Linked DNA regions of Sus scrofa: region 2 is linked to region 1. A link is a contact called in public Hi-C data. All regions are on one chromosome and are shown on one strand. Each heading gives the region's core, a stretch centred on a gene start, on an enhancer-like site or on the middle of the called end of the contact. The rest is flanking DNA. Distances are from core to core; before and after follow the strand shown. Region 1 holds the start of NXPH3 (neurexophilin-3). Region 2 holds the start of SPOP (speckle-type POZ protein).

Evidence for each region. A called contact is a pair of places that touch in the nucleus more often than the background predicts.
Region 2: a contact with region 1 is called in a Hi-C map of omental adipose tissue, with 3 times the contacts expected there. The contact joins the promoter of SPOP here to the promoter of NXPH3 in region 1. A contact is called at or near these places in 1 of 5 promoter capture datasets (liver), 39 of 47 Hi-C or Micro-C datasets (adipose tissue, alveolar macrophages, blood and 18 more) and 1 of 2 datasets of contacts at active chromatin or transcription factors (skeletal muscle).

What each region holds. Positions count from the first base shown.
Region 1 is chr12:25,766,333-25,771,463 of Sscrofa11.1, forward strand. NXPH3 (neurexophilin-3) reads left to right here and starts at 2,842. Exons shown (of 2, transcript XM_003483007.4): 1 at 2,842-3,275. The coding sequence starts at 3,222.
Region 2 is chr12:25,858,080-25,863,210 of Sscrofa11.1, forward strand. It overlaps SPOP (speckle-type POZ protein), which reads right to left and starts at 2,550. Exons shown (of 10, transcript XM_021067137.1): 1 at 2,366-2,550.

The sequences.
Region 1 (5,131 bases), core at 1,592-4,091:
CATCCCTTGCCCTGCCCCCATAGTGCCCACCTCAGCCAGCATCTTGCCTACTGTTCAAGCCAGAAACTTGGGTATCATACATGACTCCCTGTCTCCCTTCCTCCCTCATGTCAGCAATAACTCAACCCTGATCTGCCTCCTAAAGATGTTTTCAGTCTCCCCCTAACTGGTTCCCTCCCTCTAGTCTTTCCTCTTTCTGGTGAATTCTCCAAAAGCTTTATCAACAGCAAATCTGGCTCAGTGGTAACGAACTACCCAACTAGGATCCAGGAGGATGCGGATTCAATCCCTGGCCTCGCTCAGTGGGTTAAGGATCTGACGTTGCTGTGACCTGTGGTGTAGGTTGCACTCGGACCCCTCATTGCTGTGGCTGTGTTGTAGGCTGGCAGCTGTAGCTCCGATTCGATCCCTAGCCTGGGAACTTCCATAGGCCACAGAGGCAGCCCTAAAAAGACAAAAACCAAACACCGCCCCCCACTACAAATCTGACTGTAATCACCAGCCTCCTTAAAACTCTTCAAAGGATTTTTAAGGTCCTAACCCCTTGACCTGCACATAAGACCTTCCATCAGGTGGTCCCAGCTTCCTGCTCCAAGCATCCTCCTCTCTCCTTTGAGTTCCAGCAACAGCAAACTGCTTCCGGTTCTAGCCCCTGGACCTCTGACCATTTATTTCTTGTGACTTCAGCATCACCTCCTCCAGGAAGCCACCCCTGTCTGCCCCTGCTCCGATGATCCTTGGCATCTAGGGAGGGATCTGTTATTGCACTCACTACACTGAGTTATCATTGATTTTCGCGCCTTGGTTCTGCGCTAGCCAGTGAGATTCCCAAGGCCAGGAAGGGTGTCCCATTCATCTCTGTGTCCCAACCCCTGGCCTGGTGCCTGGCACCGAGGACAGGCTTGGCTCGTGGTTGATGGATGAATGCGGACGGGAAATTTGAAGGAAGTGAGAGGCAGGAAGGACTGAGAGGGCAGGGAGGGCAAGCCTGGCAGGAGGTGCAGCCAGAGCAAATGTGTGGGCAGTGGAAAAGCCAGAGCTTCCCTTTATTGTACGCCACGACTGCCCGCCAGCCATTGTGCCTGTGCTCGGTTTGCACATTCTGTCTCCTTTAATTCTTACAACTACAGATCAGGAAACTGGCATCAGAGAACCAAAGCAACCTGCCCAAGGTCACACAGCCAGGCCTGGAGTGGAATCCAGGACTGTCTGGCCCGAAAGCCTGTGCTCTTTTTGCTGGGTCACACCGCTCTCCTGGGGATAAGACCTTCTGGAGATGGACAGGGAGTGGGCCCAGCTACGCCTCTGCCTCGCTGAGAGCCGGAACCAGCTGCCCACGCTCAGGCCGACAGCTTCCTCCTCCCAGCCGGACCAGAGGCTCAGAGGCCAGACAAGGATTTATCTGTTCCTTCCTCCCCTGGCTTTGGGGTGGGGGGTGGGGGTCTTTGACTAGACAAGCACATTCCCACCCCCACCCCCGGGGAAGGGCTGCTGCATCCTGTACCACCCAGGGTGCCTGAGGAATGCAGGGGGCTCTGAGACGCTGCCTGGGTTCTGCAGAATCTGTCTCCCTCATCGCACTTGGCCCAGGCTGATATTAAGATTCATCTGCATTCCCCGCGCACCCGCCTGGCAGATGGTGGGGGAGGAGGCTGGGTGCGTGCTGGGGGCTGCAGCCAGAGACCAAACTGGGCCTCGAGGGCCAGGGCAGAGTGCCCACCCTCCCTGCCCCACGGGGCCCAGCCCAGGCTGGAACCACTCCAAATGCTGGGGTGCCTCCTCACCCTCACAGCTTCTAAGGGATGGTAGGATCTGACCTTTGGTTTTTCTAAGGACTAAAAGGGCCCTGCAAACCCAGGCAGAAAACAGAGCTGTAAGGTGATGGCGGATGAGCCCCTCCTTGGAAAATCTCAAATGAGGATCTTTTTTTCTTCCTTCTTGCCCTGGAGGCTTGCAGAGACCAGAGACAGACAGAGACTCAGCTGGGCAGAGAAGCCCCACATCCCAACCTGTGATGCCCTGGATTCCAGGGAGGGCAGTAGCAAAGAATGGAGGTACAGCCATTGGTACAGCCTTCTGGGGCCGGGGGGGAGGTTTATCCCCTGACCCCAGATTCAGAATCCAGCCTGACCCGGCGCAGCCCTTTCAGCCCAGAGCTCCAGCCAAAAGTTTCCTGTCACAGCGATTGGACTGAGAGGTGCAGGGGGCAGGCACGGAGGGTTATCTCAGCCCCTCTGAGTAAAGTAGAAGAGGAAAGGGACTGACATGATACCAAAAGGACTACAGGCTAGACACCTAGAAGAACTTCCCTTGGCACAAAAGCAGAAAATTGGACTTTGGGCTGTGGGGATAGGAGAATGTTCTTTTCTGGCTCTTGTAACGGTTGGGAAAAAATGATCTTTCCAAATTCCAGGTCTCTCGGGGTTCGGGGCCTGGCAGCAGATCCCCAAATGCCCGCTCCCGGGGACAGGCGCCTTGCCAGAGGGGTGGAAAAAGTAGGGTGCCTTTCCCCGGGCCACCACCCTCTCCCTTCCTCGCCAAGCGTTACTCCGCCCCCGCGTCTGTCCCCGGCCTCCCAGGTCCCGGGGCTGCGGGCCGGCAGGGGAGGAGTTAACTCCGGAGGTACCGGCTGGGCTCACAGTACCTGCCGCCGCCGCCGCCGCCGCCGCCGCCGCCGCCGCCGCCGCCGCGGGTGGGAGGGACGAGGAAGCGGAGCCGCCTGGGCGCCGGGAGCGCTCCAGTCTGGCGGGGCGCAGCGAGGCGAGCGGCGGCGGGGCTCGGCTCGGCCCGGGGCTTCCGCCAGGGGGCGCGCCGCGACGGGGCGGGAGGGGCCGTCTGGTCTGGGGAATTAGCGCAGGGACGAGCGCGCGCGCGGGTCCCCCACACATCTGGGCGAGAGCCGCGCCACTGGAACCGAGGGGGCATATCGGGAGCGACGGAGCCACCGCGCAGCTGGGGCCCTTCGAGGCGCTCGGGGCGCACATCTGGGGCCTCGCGAGGGGGCCACGCCGCGCGCAGCTGGACCAGGGGAGGGGGGGCTGCGGCTGCACAGCTGGACCGAAGGGGGCGGGGTCGGTCCTGGGCGGCTGGCAGCGCGGAGGGCCGCGAGTGGCCGGGCACTGGAGCATGGGACGGCGCACCTGAAAGAGCAGGGGTGAAGAAGGGCCTGGGACCCTAAAGGAAAAAGAGGAGAGAAAGGGGCACGGGAGCAAAGGACGAAGATGCAACTGACTCGCTGCTGCTTCGTGTTCCTAGTGCAGGGCAGCCTCTATCTGGTGAGTGGTCCGCGGGGAGCGGCGCGGAGGGGCGGGGGCCCGGAGAATTGGGGGAGAGCGCGGGAAGCTCCGGAGCCCGGAAACTTTCTCCCTTCCCCCCCACATCCCGGGGATGGAAGCGTAGCCTGGAGGCTGGGGGAGAGGGCGGGTCCGAGGCCGGAGACTGTACAGAAAGGGTTAATAGGGGCGGGGAGAGGGTGCTGGGCTGGCCCACCCACTCGGCCGCTGGTGGCAGGAGGTGCGACGGGCACGAGGGAAAATGCCCGCAGCCGTCGCCAAGGGTTACTCGACCCCTTTCGGCGCCCGGGGCCCCGCGGAAGGGGAGTGGGAGGTGGTTGTGGAGCCGATGACCTGCCAGGGCAGGGGGCGTGGGCTCGTCTCTGACCTCGGGGGACCCGGAGGACCCCGGGCTCTGGGTTCCCCAGCGCACGAGCCTGTCCAGGAGGGGGGCCGCCCCTGCGTCCCTCGCTCCCGCCTTCCCTCCCGCTCCCTCCCTCCCTCCCTCCCCGCCTGTTGTTTTCCTCTCCGCTCCCGGCTGCGCGCAGCCCGAGCCCCACAGGACCTGGGCAGGCGGCTCCCGCCCCGGGCGCTCGCGGTAGCTGAGCGGAGCGCCCGGAGCCGGCTCCCCGTGCGCTCGCTCGCGCCTTCCCTGCGGCCCAGGACGGGGGGAATCCACCCCCGCCCCCCCAGCCCAGGGCTCAACTCCCCTCCGACCCAGCGCCCGCCAATCGGCTACCTAGCAATCCTGTCGTGGAGAAGCCTCGGCCCCACATCTGGGTCTGCCCTTCTCAAAACAATAATCCCCTTTGCCACTGGGTGGGCGAATCCTTCTCCCCATCCTCCAGCCTTCAGCTGTGACCCTAGGAGGCCAAGTACACAGAGGTCTGCCGCCGGGAGCCCAACTCCCAGAGTCTCTCCTCCTGCTGTCTCTCTGCCCTGGCTTTGGATCCTGGCAGGCAGGGCCACTGCACACAACCGAGGTCATGGCCAGAGCAGAACAGGGGACCAGAGGACCCCAACCCCCTTTGGAGCCCTCCAGACCCCAGCCCGTAGGCATCCTATGTCCTCACCCCAGGGTCACTAGCAATTCCAGATGCTGCTCAGCTGTGTGCTGGGGCCCCTGGTCTTGGTATCGAGACACAGAGGGCCAATCCTTGCTTCAAAAGCTGAGCACACCCACACCGGGTGACTGTCCTCAGGAACCCTGGTGCCCTCTGGAGCTGTGTCCTCTGTTTGAGCTCATCAGGCTGTCCTGCTGGCCTTCCCCACCGCTCCTCCAAGAAACATCCCCAGATGTTGCCTGTCCCTGGGGCTGATGCCGCAGAGGCCAGTGGAGGCTCTGCAGAGCTTTACACGAGATTCCAGGTGGGGATGGGGCTCGGATAAAACCCCCATAGGAGGACCCATCTGGTTTGTGAGACTGGGAGTGCGGAGGGATGGGAGGGCTGAGTCTGTGCGACGTAGCCGTGAATGATGGTATCTGTGAGCCTCATGTCGCCATCTGTGAAATGGGCACAATACGAACTCCTGCCTCCTAGCACAAAGAATGCTCTGGCCTGTTATCATCAGTGGTCCCCAGAGGAGCATTTGGCCATCCTCTTGGGTATGGAACGCACCCGCGTCTCCCTCTCGTCGTCCTGCCAAAACCTAAACCGCATTTGTATTTGAGGGAGAATTTCACTGAGTTCCTTTTTCTTTTCCATTATCTGTTGATTCTCTTTGCCTCTGAGGGTAAAACTTTCCCAGGGTAGGGATGGTATCTCATCCAGCAGACTGGGAAGTCCCCAAAGGCAGGGACTGTACCTCCCCTGCCAAACTCAGGGCTCTCCCAGCAGAGGGATGGAGCTCCCCTGTCT
Region 2 (5,131 bases), core at 1,300-3,799, 91 kb after region 1:
TGGAATAATGGGTATAGAATCCTACTATTTGTGTAACAACAAATAAAAACAAAAACATCAAAGAATGTATAGTTGTATATGCTTGTAAAAGCACTATCTTTGGAAAAGTAAACAAGATACAGGAAACAAGTTTCCTTTGAGGGAGGTCACTAGATGGATGAAAGGAGGAGAGCAGGAGAACAATTTTTCCCCTCTCTCTGCGTGGCTTTTGAATTTTGTTTCATATGGATGTACATGTGTTACCCATTTTAAAGAGCTATTTTTTTAAACATAGCTCTCCACCAACTCGAATTATTTAATGAATACTTATCTTCATACCATAAAAGTTTAAAATGAGACTTCAGTAAATTCAACCAGATGAAATGTTTCTAGCTAAAAACAAAGCATCCTAGATGACAGAAGCCTACTGAGAAGAGAAATGGACTTTTATTACCGCCAGAGTTTTACTTCAAGACTTTACCAGACCACCTGATGGAGGTCTGGACATAGGCAACATTAAATACCTCCAAGCCTCAAATGAACCACTTTAAAGAGCTCTAAAAGAGGAAGTCCCAAGTACCAAACGGACATCAATCACCCCCACCTAAGTGTGAAGTTCTCACAATAACTTCTACCCTGCAGTCTCCACACAAGGGAAAAAAAGATGAGTCTCCAGCTCTTTCCCAGAAAACAAGAAGATATATGCCCCCCAAATTCCTGTGCTTCCTCTGTATCATCTCTAGGCTCCATCTGTAACCATGGCAACAGAAAACAGCACAAAAGACAGCTGAACCATGCAAAGGCCAGAGTTAAACCGGGAAGTGAAAAATACATACACACTTTAAAGCCCAAGAACATAACGCCCTAGAATAAGAACGGCTGCTCCCCCTCCCCTCCAAAAAAGAGGCTTGGGAGAAAAATACCAAAGAAAGAACACAAAGGAAAAAGAAGAAACAATAAGGCTTACTTATGTCCCATTCCTAGTTATCCAGATAGGAGACAAGGTTGGCAAATATAAGTGGAAAACACAGAAAATGCACCCCCCGCAATATTTTAGCTATTTATTTCAATGCTATTCAGCAAACGTTTTGCTTGTAAGTTTATCACTTCCTCACCTTGGCAGAGGTAAGAAGCAGCAACTACCCAAAAAGAGTGACAACACAGGAGTAAATTATGGGACCATGTATAATCTGCTAATTGAAAACCCAGGTTTTGGATCACGGTATTGTACCTTAAAGTTCCTTTTTTAAAATTGCTCTTTGTATTTGCAAATGTGAAAGAAACATCCCTCTCGCTTCTTAAATTTAAAACTTCCACTGGGTTACGTTATTGTCCAACAGTCGTTTCAGATCGCTTTTATTTTCATGGGCTGTTCACAAGGCATCAATAATGTACAGCCAAAACCGAAAGCGCTAAGATCTTTTACCAAAAAAGAGGCAAATAGGTCACACAAAGTAGGAGGGCTGGAGACGAGAGAACCCTGATGTCTTGATTTACAGTTACTACTCTTAAGCCTTATGCTCTTTGCTCTTTACCTTTCTTAGTTCAATAAGGATAATAATTTTACTAAAAGGAAATCTCTCTTACTTGCTTTTTAATGACCCTAGTCCTCCTTAGAAAGGCTACCAAAATCCCCTGCCAGAATAATTGAATGGGTTGGGGCACCGATTCCTAAATTTAGGGGAAGTTTGCATTAAATATACAGCATGACCATGGGAGTATCCGAAGAAAGAAAAGTTAATTTTGTAAGAAGTTGCAGTGACAGGTTCAAAAGACGGGACAGCGTGGGGCAGGTTGGCTCTGGGAAGCGTTTGTAGCCTGGGAGTCTCTAAGACAACACCAGATACGAACAGTGCTGTCAGTTACTCCCTCAAATCATGTAAACTATCCCTTTTGCACAGGAGCACCAGGCTCTCTCTCTCTCTGGCAGCAAGTCTAGCCCGCTGCTTGGGAAAAAGGCAGGCGCATGGTCAAGGGGCTCTTTATCCCGCAGGTCCCTGCAACACAGCGATGCGCATGCGCCCCGAGGGCAGCGAACAAGCACCCCTAGCTCGTTCACACTCGCGCATGCGCCGTCACCCATCTCGCCGCAGGCGACAGCTCACTATTTGGCAAGGGGGATGGGGCTGGGAAAATTATGGGGGGGCCGAAGGCAGGGGGCGCGTTTGTGACTCCTGAATGCTTGGGATTAGGAGAAGGAACGGTTGATAAGGCTCTGGCATTCACAGGCCACGTAACCCGGAATGTGGGAAATGGGGCAGAGTGTGTGTGTGGCGCGGGGGAGGGGGGGAGTGGGGGTCAGTCACCTCTTAAGGGAGACGCCCCCCCACCCCACCCCCGCTCCGACAGGACAACCCTTTCCCTTGACTCTCCTCCCCCCACTCACCTGAGAGCGGCGGCGACAGCTGCTGGTCCCCGTCCCCCTGCGCTCGCCTCATACTGTCCGCAACATCCGGGACCTGCGGGACCGCCGATACACAAATACACACACACACACACTCGGAGCGCGCACACTCACACACACACACCGAAACACACCGGCCGGGGCGTCATGGCGTCAGCACGCCGACGCAGCGAGCGCGTACCCGCCGAGCCCCACCCCACGCGGCCTCCGCCCCCTCTACTCTCCTCCCCTCCCCTCTCTGGGTTCTCCTGCTCCTCCTCCGTCTCAAGACTCCGCCTACCTTCCCTATTGCGCATGCGTCTCGGGGTGGGGGGAGTTTCTCACCAGGGCCTGGGGATTTGAGAGGAGGGAGGGGCCTGAGAAGAAAGAGGCGGGAACTCGGAGAGGGTCGCGTGCAGGGTGCGGCAGGCTTCGCGGAGGTGCGAGGACCAAATAGAGCCGCATCAAGGGAGGGAGTCGGGATGGGCGTAACAATAAAGGCATTTAACAACAGCAACTTACATTTGCAGACAGGGTGTGGATTCCTATCCACTTTTACATGCATTACCTCATTTCTTTCTAGTCAACTGTGCGTCGGTAACCTATTTTCCGGACTTGGATGATGGAGACTCTTTTAAGCAACTTTTAAAATGTAGCATTTGGAAACAAACATGAAGAGCCATTCGTTTGACGGAAGGCAGACATACAAGAAGCTTCATTGAAAGGGAGCGGATTAAATGACAATTTATTGTCTTGGACACCTGGGGCCCCAAGTGGCTTTGCTCACATCCTACCTCCCAAGGGCTATCAGTGATTCCTGAGTTGAGTAAAAGAAAAAGGTCTCAGAGCATCTTGGCCTTGGAAGAAAAAAGGCATATCTACATTAGAGCAAAAACAGTAGGGATAGATTTTTTTTTTTTTGCTACAATTCTTTCCTTTAGCTTAAACTTTAAAAAATTATTCTTACTGAATCAAGCCAAATAATCCAGGGCAGGCATTGTCTCTTCTCCAAACTGAGACTGTAGCAGTAAGTAGACACACATGCAAATAAGTGAGAAGGCGTCATATCCAAAAGAGCAACTAGATGAACCTGTGGGTCATGAGGCGACAAAGTACGGGCCCTTCCTTGGGGACAGCTATGGGAAGTTCTGCTTCTGTGGGACCGTCTCCAAGAGACAGTAGTGCTCACTGTCTCCTGCCACTTGCATCCTGGCGCCAGGTGGCTGGTGAGTCTGTTCAGCAAGAAAGGTTGGGCTCCCATGAGCACAGCCACGGGGGAGGGAGGCTATGACAGTGCCAGGCTGCCTTCATTTTCAAATACACAAGCAGATCCTACAGTCTCGCAGCTTAAAGTGTCCTAGGAACCACAGATGAAATAGTCCAAACTCCTAAAGCTTGCTCCACCCCTATTTCAGCTAAAATGTTCAATCAAGAAATGGAGACCCTAAATTCAATAATGATGCAGTTTCTGTGCCTACACTTAAAATAAGAAGCTATCAGACTGATACTTGAAACTTTCCAATTAAATTTCACTCAGAGTTTCCCTGGTGGCCTAGTGGGTTAAGGATCCGGTGTTGTCACTGCTATGGCACAGGTTTGATCCCTGGCCCAGGAACTTCTACATGCCGCAGGTACAGCCAAAAAAAAAAAAAAAAAAAAATTCACTCATCATCATCAATAAACATTCACACTGTCAGCCGAAGCTGGCAAAGTTTTAGGTCGTTGGGAAAATTCAGTGTCCCCAGAGTAACCCAGTAACCAGTTACAAGTAACTGATTCCTAGTGTCACTGAGGCTGTTTAGTTCCTGTTCTCTTGACTTCAGATTTCACAGGATGGCAGGGAAGAAAGAAAAGGGGTACTCCTTGGAGGTAGGAGCAAGGAGGTAGGGAAGAGGCGAAGAAGGAAGAAACTGGAGGCATAGACCGCAAACTTTGGCTAGGTCACAACTGAGGCTAATCATTACATTTTAGTTAGACTCTGCCTGGGACCTAGGAAGTGATTCCTCAGAGGTGCTAAGTCTGTGCCTACAGCTTGTCCAGGCTGGCCCTGAATCTCCAGAGACCTGGAAAGACATTAGAGTCCCATTCCCCATCTGTAGCCTGGTGCGATGAGGCTCCCATTCTGCTGTGGGGACCATACCGCCCACCTGAGATGTGATCCCCGCAACCTCTGTACAAAGGACTTTGATTTGGTGTGGATCTGATTAAATGACTGTAGATGTCCTTGGAAGCACTGTGTGGAGGAATTTTAAACAGCTTCTCCTTTTTAATATGCACTTCCTCTTCGGTTTTAATTATTTTGTTCCTACATTTTCCCTTTCAATTTACTAAAATCTAGAAATGTAATTAGAGCAGAGGCTGGGCTCAGAGAAAGCTGCCAGGATTTCTACAGCATGATTAAATATACTAGGCATCCCTTTAGTGTGGGGCTGAAAAAATAGGATTCTCATTATTATCTTTCCTTATCCAGGAAAGAATCAGCACCACGTACAGAGACGGATTTATTGAAAATGCAGCACTAATTAAAAACTCACCCAGCCTCTTGACGAGGTATGGGGGGGAAAGTGCAGTTGTTTAATTATTTTCTCCAGTTACTGTTTTGTTGTTGCAACTACAACAAGCAAGAAGCCCCCCTCCCCTCATTCCTCTAGCCTCAAAATTCTTCTCTCCCTCAAGAGGGACTTAATGAGGCTTTTATCTATGCAACAACAATCAAGCTTACAATGGCACCAGTTCAATTCACCGCTCTTTGTGAAGGTAGGAAACAAG